2 separate regions of the Mus musculus genome follow, and region 2 is linked to region 1. A link is a contact called in public HiChIP or PLAC-seq data. All regions are on one chromosome and are shown on one strand. Each heading gives the region's core, a stretch centred on a gene start, on an enhancer-like site or on the middle of the called end of the contact. The rest is flanking DNA. Distances are from core to core; before and after follow the strand shown.

Region 1 (3,824 bases), core at 959-3,458:
CTTCTGTGTGTTTGCTTTGGTTTTTTTTTTTTTTTGTGACAGGGCTTCTCTGTGTAGTCCTGGCTGCTCTGGAACTCGCTGTGTAGACCAGGCTAGCCTCAAATTTAGAAATCTGCCAAGCCCTGCCTCCTGAGTGCTGGGATTAAAGGCACGCACCACCACCACCTGGTTTGACACCTGAAAATTCTAATTCAGTAGGTCCAAGTTGTTTTAGAATAAGGAAATAGAGGATGGTGATAGAATCGCTATTATAAAGCCAAAGGAAAGAAACAGTAGCTAAAGAGACAGGCTAGTAAAATACTGTGTTGAAATGAAAAGATAACTTCAAGAAAGGTCTGATCAAGGGTGTTGGAAGATACAGAATAAGCAAGATGGATTTTCTTTCTGGTTTTTTTTTTGGGGGGGGGGCGTTGTTTGTTTGTTCTTTGTCTTAAAGACAAAGTGTTTTCCTACTTGCTTAGTAGACCAGGCTAGCCCCAAACTCTCAGAAATCCTCCTGTCTCTGCCAATGGAGTGCTGGGATTAAAGGTGTGCACCACCACGCCTAGCTTTATGGTGGATTCTTTTTTTTTTTTTTCCTCTTTTTTTTTTTTAATTACGTATTTTCCTCAATTACATTTCCAATGCTATCCCAAAAGCCTCCCACACCCTCCCCCCCCCACTCCCCTACCCACCCATTCCCATTTTTTGGCCCTGGCGTTCCCCTGTACTGGGGCATATAAAGTTTGCCTGTCCAGTGGGCCTCTCTTTCCAGTGATGGCCGACTACGGCATCTTTTGATACATATGCAGCTAGAGTCAAGAGCTCCGGGGTACTGGTTAGTTCATAATGTTGCACCTACAGGGTTGCAGATCTCTTTAGCTCCTTGTATACTTTCTCTAGCTCCTCCATTGGGGGTCCTGTGATCCATCCAATAGCTGACTCTGAGCATCCACCTATGTGTTTGCTAGGCCCCGGCATAGTCTCACAAGAGACGGCTATATCACGGTCCTTGCACCAAACGCTTGCTAGTGTATGCAATGGTGTCATCGTTTGGAGGCTAATTATGGGTCTCTTGATGGTCCATTGTATGGATTCTTAATTCTCATCTCTTAGAGCTAACAGTCAGGATCTGCCATGCAAATTCAGACAGTAGAGTGCTCTAGGGGTTTAAAACTGTCGTCCCACCATTCATTAACGTCAGTGTCTACCTCCCAAATGGTACAGGCTTGTGCCACCGTGATCACACCTGGCTTTATATTTATTTGAAGCAAGGTCTCTGCCTCCTCGGTGTTAAGAACTCAAGTAGTCCTGCCATACCCAGGGAGAGATTATATCTTTATTTCACTTGGAATTTGACAGCAATAGCTCTTAGAAGCAACACAAAAACTGAATATAATGCCACACTGGCTCTGTACTAGCCTGCATATTTAATTCCAACCTACCTTGCAAGGCCAAAGGAATAGCTTCGATCTGGATCTTGGTGGGCTTTGCCCATCCCAACTGGTCACAAGCTTCACACAATACATCCGTAACACCCTTTGAATTCAGAAAACCATACTTTAGCAAAGAATACATCCTCACCTTTATCAGAGCCATCCTCCTGGTGATACGTAGCCCTTTGCACTTTACATAACTGTACATCTCAGACCCTGCTTTATATGAACACTATGGGACAGCGCCTTGAGACAATTTCTCTTCACCAGGGGCTGCTGTCAACTCTTTGCATGTATTATCTCATTTAACCCGTCAAATCAGTTCCGACCAGTGGCTAGCTATTATTCTACCAAGTGCCTCACGTGTATAAAGTGAGGCGCACACCATAACAACTTGCCTCTTGTAAGGAGGTCACGCGTGACCCTAGATAACATAAGGCTCTACAGTAACTGGGGAGAAAAACAAACGGGGGCTCTCACGACCCAGCGGCATCCTACAAGGCAAATGCACCCGAGGGAGCGTGAAGAGACCCCGAGTTTCTGACAGCCTGAAGATAGCATGAGCTAGGCCCCAAGGTGTTTTTACACACCACCGGCTGGGATATGAAGTACCCAAACCCTGGGTGAGCCTAAACGCCAACATCACAAAATAAATACCAGCATCACCCATTCTCACCAGGTCTTTAAATGTTTTCGTTTCCTCCTCTTCCGCAGCTGTCTGAAGGGCTCCAGAGGGGGAATCGGGTTCCTCGTCCGCCGCCATCTTGCTCGTGGGCTCCGGAAGTGGGGCCGAGGCGCAAGGCGTGCTGGGAAATGTAGGCGATTACTTTCCTAGAGTGTAGGTTCTGAACGCCTCCTGCTGGCGGGTCTGGCGTGGCAGCGCCCCACACAGGAGGGACTTGGAAGAACAGCAATGGCTGGAAGCCTGTGTGCCTAAGGAACTGAGACGATCCCTTCTTGCTGCCCTTTGGGTATCTGCCCTATTTTTTATTTTTTTAAATTGGTTTCTTGAGGCAGGATTTCATTCTGCAACTTCGGCCTTCCAGGGCCTTGGCTGTCTTCCCTTTGGCTTATCACTTTTCTAACTATAGAAATGTAAACACATGGACATCACGATACTATTTATTCATTACTTCATATATTTGACAACTGACAGCCTGCCATATGCTTGGACTGTGCTAGGTGTCTAATGATAGAGCAGGACAGTATCAACTTCCACTGCAAAGAGAAGGCAAACAATACATAGGTAATAATGGGCCACTTTGAATTATGAAAAGTGCTACATAAAAATAGGGGAGCAAAGCTTTGGGAGAAAGAATTGTCAGGATTGCTGCAAGACTGAGAAGGTGTCTCTGAGGCAGTGATATTTGAGCTGGGACCTTACTGATACCAGAAAGGCCGTTCTGAGTTCAGGGGACACCTATTCAAGACTGGCAGATCTGAGCCGAGCGTGGTGGCACACGCCTTTAATCCCAGCGCTTGGGAGGCAGAGGCAGGCAGATTTCTGAAACCCTGTCTCGAAAAAACAAACAAACAAACAAAAAACTGGCAGATCTGTGAATACAAAATTCCTGAGACCCGTGAGATATCTGAACTGCCACCACTTAAGCTAGTGAGGTACAATGTATGTTACATGCCCTGTGCCTGCAAGTGTACCCTAGTGGGGAGGCATTGGCATTCTCAATGTGTGGGGCACACTTTCTGAAACTGAGGCATTAGAGACAATCTGCTATGCTTTTCTTCGTGGTATCCCTTTCTCTGGCAGAGTGTGTTGTTAAAATGTGCGCAGCGCATGTCAAACATACCCTTAAGAGTATTTAGGGCTCCAAGTCCTGAGGCTGTTGTGGGAAAGGCCATAGATTTAAATATAATATAACTAAGATTGGGAGTGGTGGCCCATGCCTTTAATCCCATCACTCAGGAGACAGAGGCAGGTGAATCTCTGTGAAGTGGAGGCCTGCCCGGTCTACATAGCAAGTTCCAGAACAGTCAGGGTTACTTGGTAAGACCCTGTTTCAAATATATATTATATGTGTGTTATATTACAAGTGTGTATGGATGGATGTAACAACCTTCTACTAAAACACAGAGAAGCAGAAACTACACTTGAAGAGGTTTGTGATGATTGCCTGTGGAGGGAGGGGAATTAAGATAAAATGCACAAGTCGGAATTCAGAAACAAAATGACAGAAGATAAAAGAATAAATAGAAAAAGCCAAGGGAGGGGACTATGGTGGTACACTCCCTTAATCACAGAGCTTGGGAGGCAGGGGCAGGCAAATCTCTGAGTTCAAGGCTACCCTGGTCTACAGAGTGAGTTCCAGGACACCCAGGGCTATACAGAAAAACCCTGTCTGGAAAAACAAACAAAAACCATTGCTCTCATTCACCATGATGCTGGTCTTCAGA
Region 2 (3,932 bases), core at 968-3,467, 1.5 Mb before region 1:
TGCTAAACCCACAAGCCCAGCACAGTAATTAGTACCATGGTGCTTGGCTGACTGCTGACTGCATACACGGTGTTATAGGGATCAAACCTGGGGAACAATGATGTCAGTTTATTATAACATCTACCAATATGATAGATAGTAGCCTTCTACACTTCACCGTGAAGATCCATTTCTAGGCTGGAGTTGAAGCTCAGAAGTGGAGTGATGGCCTAGCAGGTACCAGAGTCCTGAGGCCCTTAGCCAGCACTCTCTCCTCCCCGCCTCAGGGGGAAAATCCTTGGCTTATATCAGATAATGTTTGAAAGTTGGTATCTTCTCCCCCCCCCCCCAGCTTACTTAAGATCTTTGAGTTTAAGGAAGAATAAAGGTTACTCCTAAACACGCATTTACAAACATGAAGGAAAGTAAACTATCTGTTGAAGTGGAACTGTAGGGGGTGCAAAAAAAACAAAAAACAACAAAAAAAAAAAAACCAAAAGACCAAGGCTTAGTTGTTCAGTACAGGCTGACCTCGGACTCCGTGTAGAGCCTCTGGCTGGCCTTTAGCTCTGTTCTCTCTCTCTCTCTCTCTCTCTCTCTCTCTCTCTCTCTCTCTCTCTCTCTCTCTCTCTCTCTCTCTCTCTGTCTCTCTCTCTCTCTGTCTCTCTCCCTCCCTCCTCCCCTCCCTCCCTTTCTCCCTCTCTTCTTTTGTCAGCCTCTAAATAAGGACTATCCCAAGTGTGGACCCTTAATTTAGTCTCAACGCTTGGGGAAAGAAAGCCTTCTGAGGGCTCTAAGGCAGTGATTCCCAATTGTTCCTCTGGGGCTGGGTGGAGACAGTTCTTACTGATAAGTTACCCTTGAGCAAAGAAACCTCTTAACGACTGGGTGGAAAATATTGTTTGAAACCTTGTACGAGTTCCAGGGGGAACAACAGTTATTTTCCTTTCATGTTTTTCTGCGGCAGAAAGGTGTGTTTGAGACAGAATCCTGCTATACAACCTAGGCTGGCCGGGTACTCTTGACAATCCTCCTGATTTAGCATCTGAGTGCTGGGATTATGTGTGTGAGCTATCACCGATTTTTTAGGGCAAGTTTTTTCTTTTTTTTCTTTTTTGAGACAGGATTTCTTTGTGCCGCCCTGACTGTCTTGGAACTCACTTGGTAGTCCAGGGAGGCCTTTACACTCTGCCTGCCTCTGTCTCTCAAGTGTTGGGGCTAAAAGTGTACAATAAAGTATTAGAAGTCTCATTTCTTTTGGGAGGGACATAATTTAAATATTTATATTACTTATAAATGTAGACATTTCTGGATAATTATAGTTATGTTTTTGATTGTGAGCTTAGACCTTAACATCTCTCCCGTCCTTATATTACACTTCCATCTATCTGTCGGGTTATTGGTGTTGAGGGTGGAGGCTGTCCCCTGTGCTCGGTTTCAGGGAGGTTACACTCTGCATGGGTGGTTGACAACCTTCAGTGCACAGGAAGTAACCATTGGGTGGCCTGGACCAGCACAGGCGCCGGCTGGCTGTCTTTTTTTTCAAGGTTGTGAGGCTGAGTTTCTGAACCAGCTGCTGCGGAGGCCTGCAGGGCGGGGCGGGCGTGCCTTCTGCATTCGCATTCCTCTTCCGGCCCAGACTGCGGTTGCGGCGTGGGGGAGGGGCGGGCGTGGTGTGGGGGAGGGGCGAGCTGCAGCGTGGGGGCGGGGCGAACCTCAATCTCCAGAGAGCCGGCCTGGGCGAGTCCAGGGCCAGTCTCCAAGTGCCACCGTGTCCGGGCCGTGGACAGGACCTCTCTTCACTGTGTCTGGAGAGCCCTGTCACAAAACAGGCAAACCTGAAAGGCCTCTGGGTTTTAAAGGTTCGCTTTAGCTATCAAGCTCCTTCACGCTGTAGATCTTGCATCTGTAAAATGGGGATAAAGGAAAATTACAATAAATACGATATAAATGAAAGAGGTAGCGGAAAGGAAGGAATTTGCTGTGCTTTGTGGATGTTGTCACAAGCGCAACACAAAGACAGGGCCCAGGCAACAAATGGCAGGCTTTGTTCTGGCTTAGGGTGGAGAGCCACACTAGAATGAAGTCCTTTGTGCCTCCAGTCTGCTCTGGGGATTATATAGGGGGAGGCTCCGGGAGCTGTTTCCCTGGCTGGAGACATTGTTCTGGAAACAGGCTGGGTTGCCATGGCTACAGCTCCCCGGGCCAGGCCCTGCCCATTTCCAGGCAGCCAGGCTGTTAGCCTGTCTGGTGCCTGCTGTTACCAGGTCACTCCCGGTTTCCAGGCCTCCCCACACCCAGCACTGCACGGGAATGCTGGGAAGTTCAAGTTTCCCAGATGGCCTTTGAGTCCGAAAATAAAGCCCTGCGCTTGCCAGGCCCGAGATTTTCTTGGAACAAAAGTCAGTAGATTGAAAGCTTGCTGAAGGCAGGGACCATCTTCTCATCAGCGTCACCAGGACCGTGTCTTCCACCCAGAGTAGGTTGTCACACAGTAGGCGCTTTAGAAATGCTGGCAAGCATTTGACACCATGATGGCGGCATAGAGTCAGGTTAAAAGAACGGATTTTGGAGCCAATATCTTTCTCTGACAGGTTTTATAGATCAGTAACACTACCTGATCCTTTCGAACTTTATTTTTCTCATCTCTAAAATGGGAACAGCAATGCCGTTCGCTCTCAGGGATGTACAGTGGCTAGGCTCATGTAAGATATGAAATGCATGGTACTGTGTGGGGCTTCTAATGATTTCTCCTGCTAATCTCTTTTGTGGGTTACTACATCGTCACATAAAAGTGCTGCTCTCCGTAAAGTCAGCCACCTCTTTGCCAAGCAACAACCATACAAACAAATAGGGTCCATACCGGCGCACTTGATACTGCCATTTCTATGTAAGGACTTAGTCAATACTTGTGCAATAAGCAACAGATAGAGAATGCCTGCCAGTAACAAGCGTCCCCTGCTTCAAAGGTCACACATAAATAATGCAAAGTAGGCTGGGTTCCAACCGTCTCTCCAGATGTCTAAGAGTAACAGAAGGAATGGCATGTCGACATTTCAGCCCTGGGTCTCCCAGTCTTCTCCCTCAACGTCTCAACACCCACAGACACACCAAAGGAACTCCCCTCCCCCATTCCCAGAGCAGACTGGCTTCTAAGACTCCAGGTGCTCCCTTGCTGACCCTGAAAGATTCCAACCATTTGGGGACATTCAAGAGGAGAGGTTCCACACTCCTCCTCCTCCTTTCCAAACGAGACTGACCTGGGCTTTGTCTAGGTTCTAGAACTCCTCAAAGTCCTGGGAGATTTTTAAGGTGGAGGGGTGGTAGCTGTCTGGGAATCCTCTGACCCCTGTGTGGCCTTAGGAAGTGCACACTGGACGACATCCGGTTCAACTGGGTGGCAGCTGCTCCTGGAGTCGCTCACCCTGGGGGCTGCTGGACAACCAGCTGGGGGAGGGGAGCCGGTCAAAGACTTAACCATCATTCCAGTGTCGTCTGAGATTGCTGTTGCTTTGAGTTGAGGTGTGTACAGCATGTGTGTATTTGGGGACACAGAAGGAGAGCACTTTGGCCCAACTGGGCACATGCATTGTCAACGCCTGGGGCAGAAGATGTTGTCATCCAATTGTTAGCCGGGTGTACCATAGGCATGGGGGGGTTGTGTGTTTTGTGCTTTGCAAAGATATGCAAACATAGGTGTTGGAAAATGGTGTGAACTGCATGCAGGGTGTGAAGTGCTCCTCTCAGTGTTTCAGACCCTCCTACCTCCCTCCCCGCCCCCACTCTCCAGCACAGGCAATAAACCAGGCCGCAAAGTCCTCCCCTCCCCCCAAGGCCTTGGCCAGCTCTCTGAAAACTGATATCCTGGGGCCCTTTTTCCCTCACCAGCTACAGTCAGAAGCAGCAGGAGGGAAAATGTGGACCGGATCTCAACAGAGAGTCCCGACTCTGAA

Evidence for each region. HiChIP or PLAC-seq counts read pairs in DNA pulled down with a chosen protein or histone mark.
Region 2: a contact with region 1 is called in an H3K27ac HiChIP or PLAC-seq map of embryonic stem cells, with 3 times the contacts expected there. The contact joins the enhancer-like site here to the promoter of Ddx47 in region 1. A contact is called at or near these places in 5 of 39 promoter capture datasets (the 3T3-L1 cell line, the C10 cell line, embryonic stem cells and 2 more) and 3 of 115 datasets of contacts at active chromatin or transcription factors (astrocytes, embryonic stem cells and pancreatic cancer cells).

The regions. Positions count from the first base shown.
Region 1 is chr6:135,009,996-135,013,819 of GRCm38.p6, reverse strand. It overlaps Ddx47 (DEAD box helicase 47), which reads right to left and starts at 2,208. Exons shown (of 12, transcript NM_026360.3): 1 at 2,092-2,208; 2 at 1,425-1,518. The coding sequence starts at 2,178.
Region 2 is chr6:136,468,711-136,472,642 of GRCm38.p6, reverse strand. It overlaps Gm36897 (predicted gene, 36897), which reads right to left. Exons shown (of 2, transcript NR_168025.1): 2 at 1,235-1,885. Among named protein-coding and RNA genes, the nearest start is that of Gm36897, 7.0 kb to the right of the region's middle. Within about 2 kb of position 2,217, at least 336 of the 459 cell types and tissues checked have an H3K27ac peak or open chromatin away from gene starts, as enhancers often do. A contact at or near this core is called in astrocytes, embryonic stem cells, liver and 2 more, where this site is marked.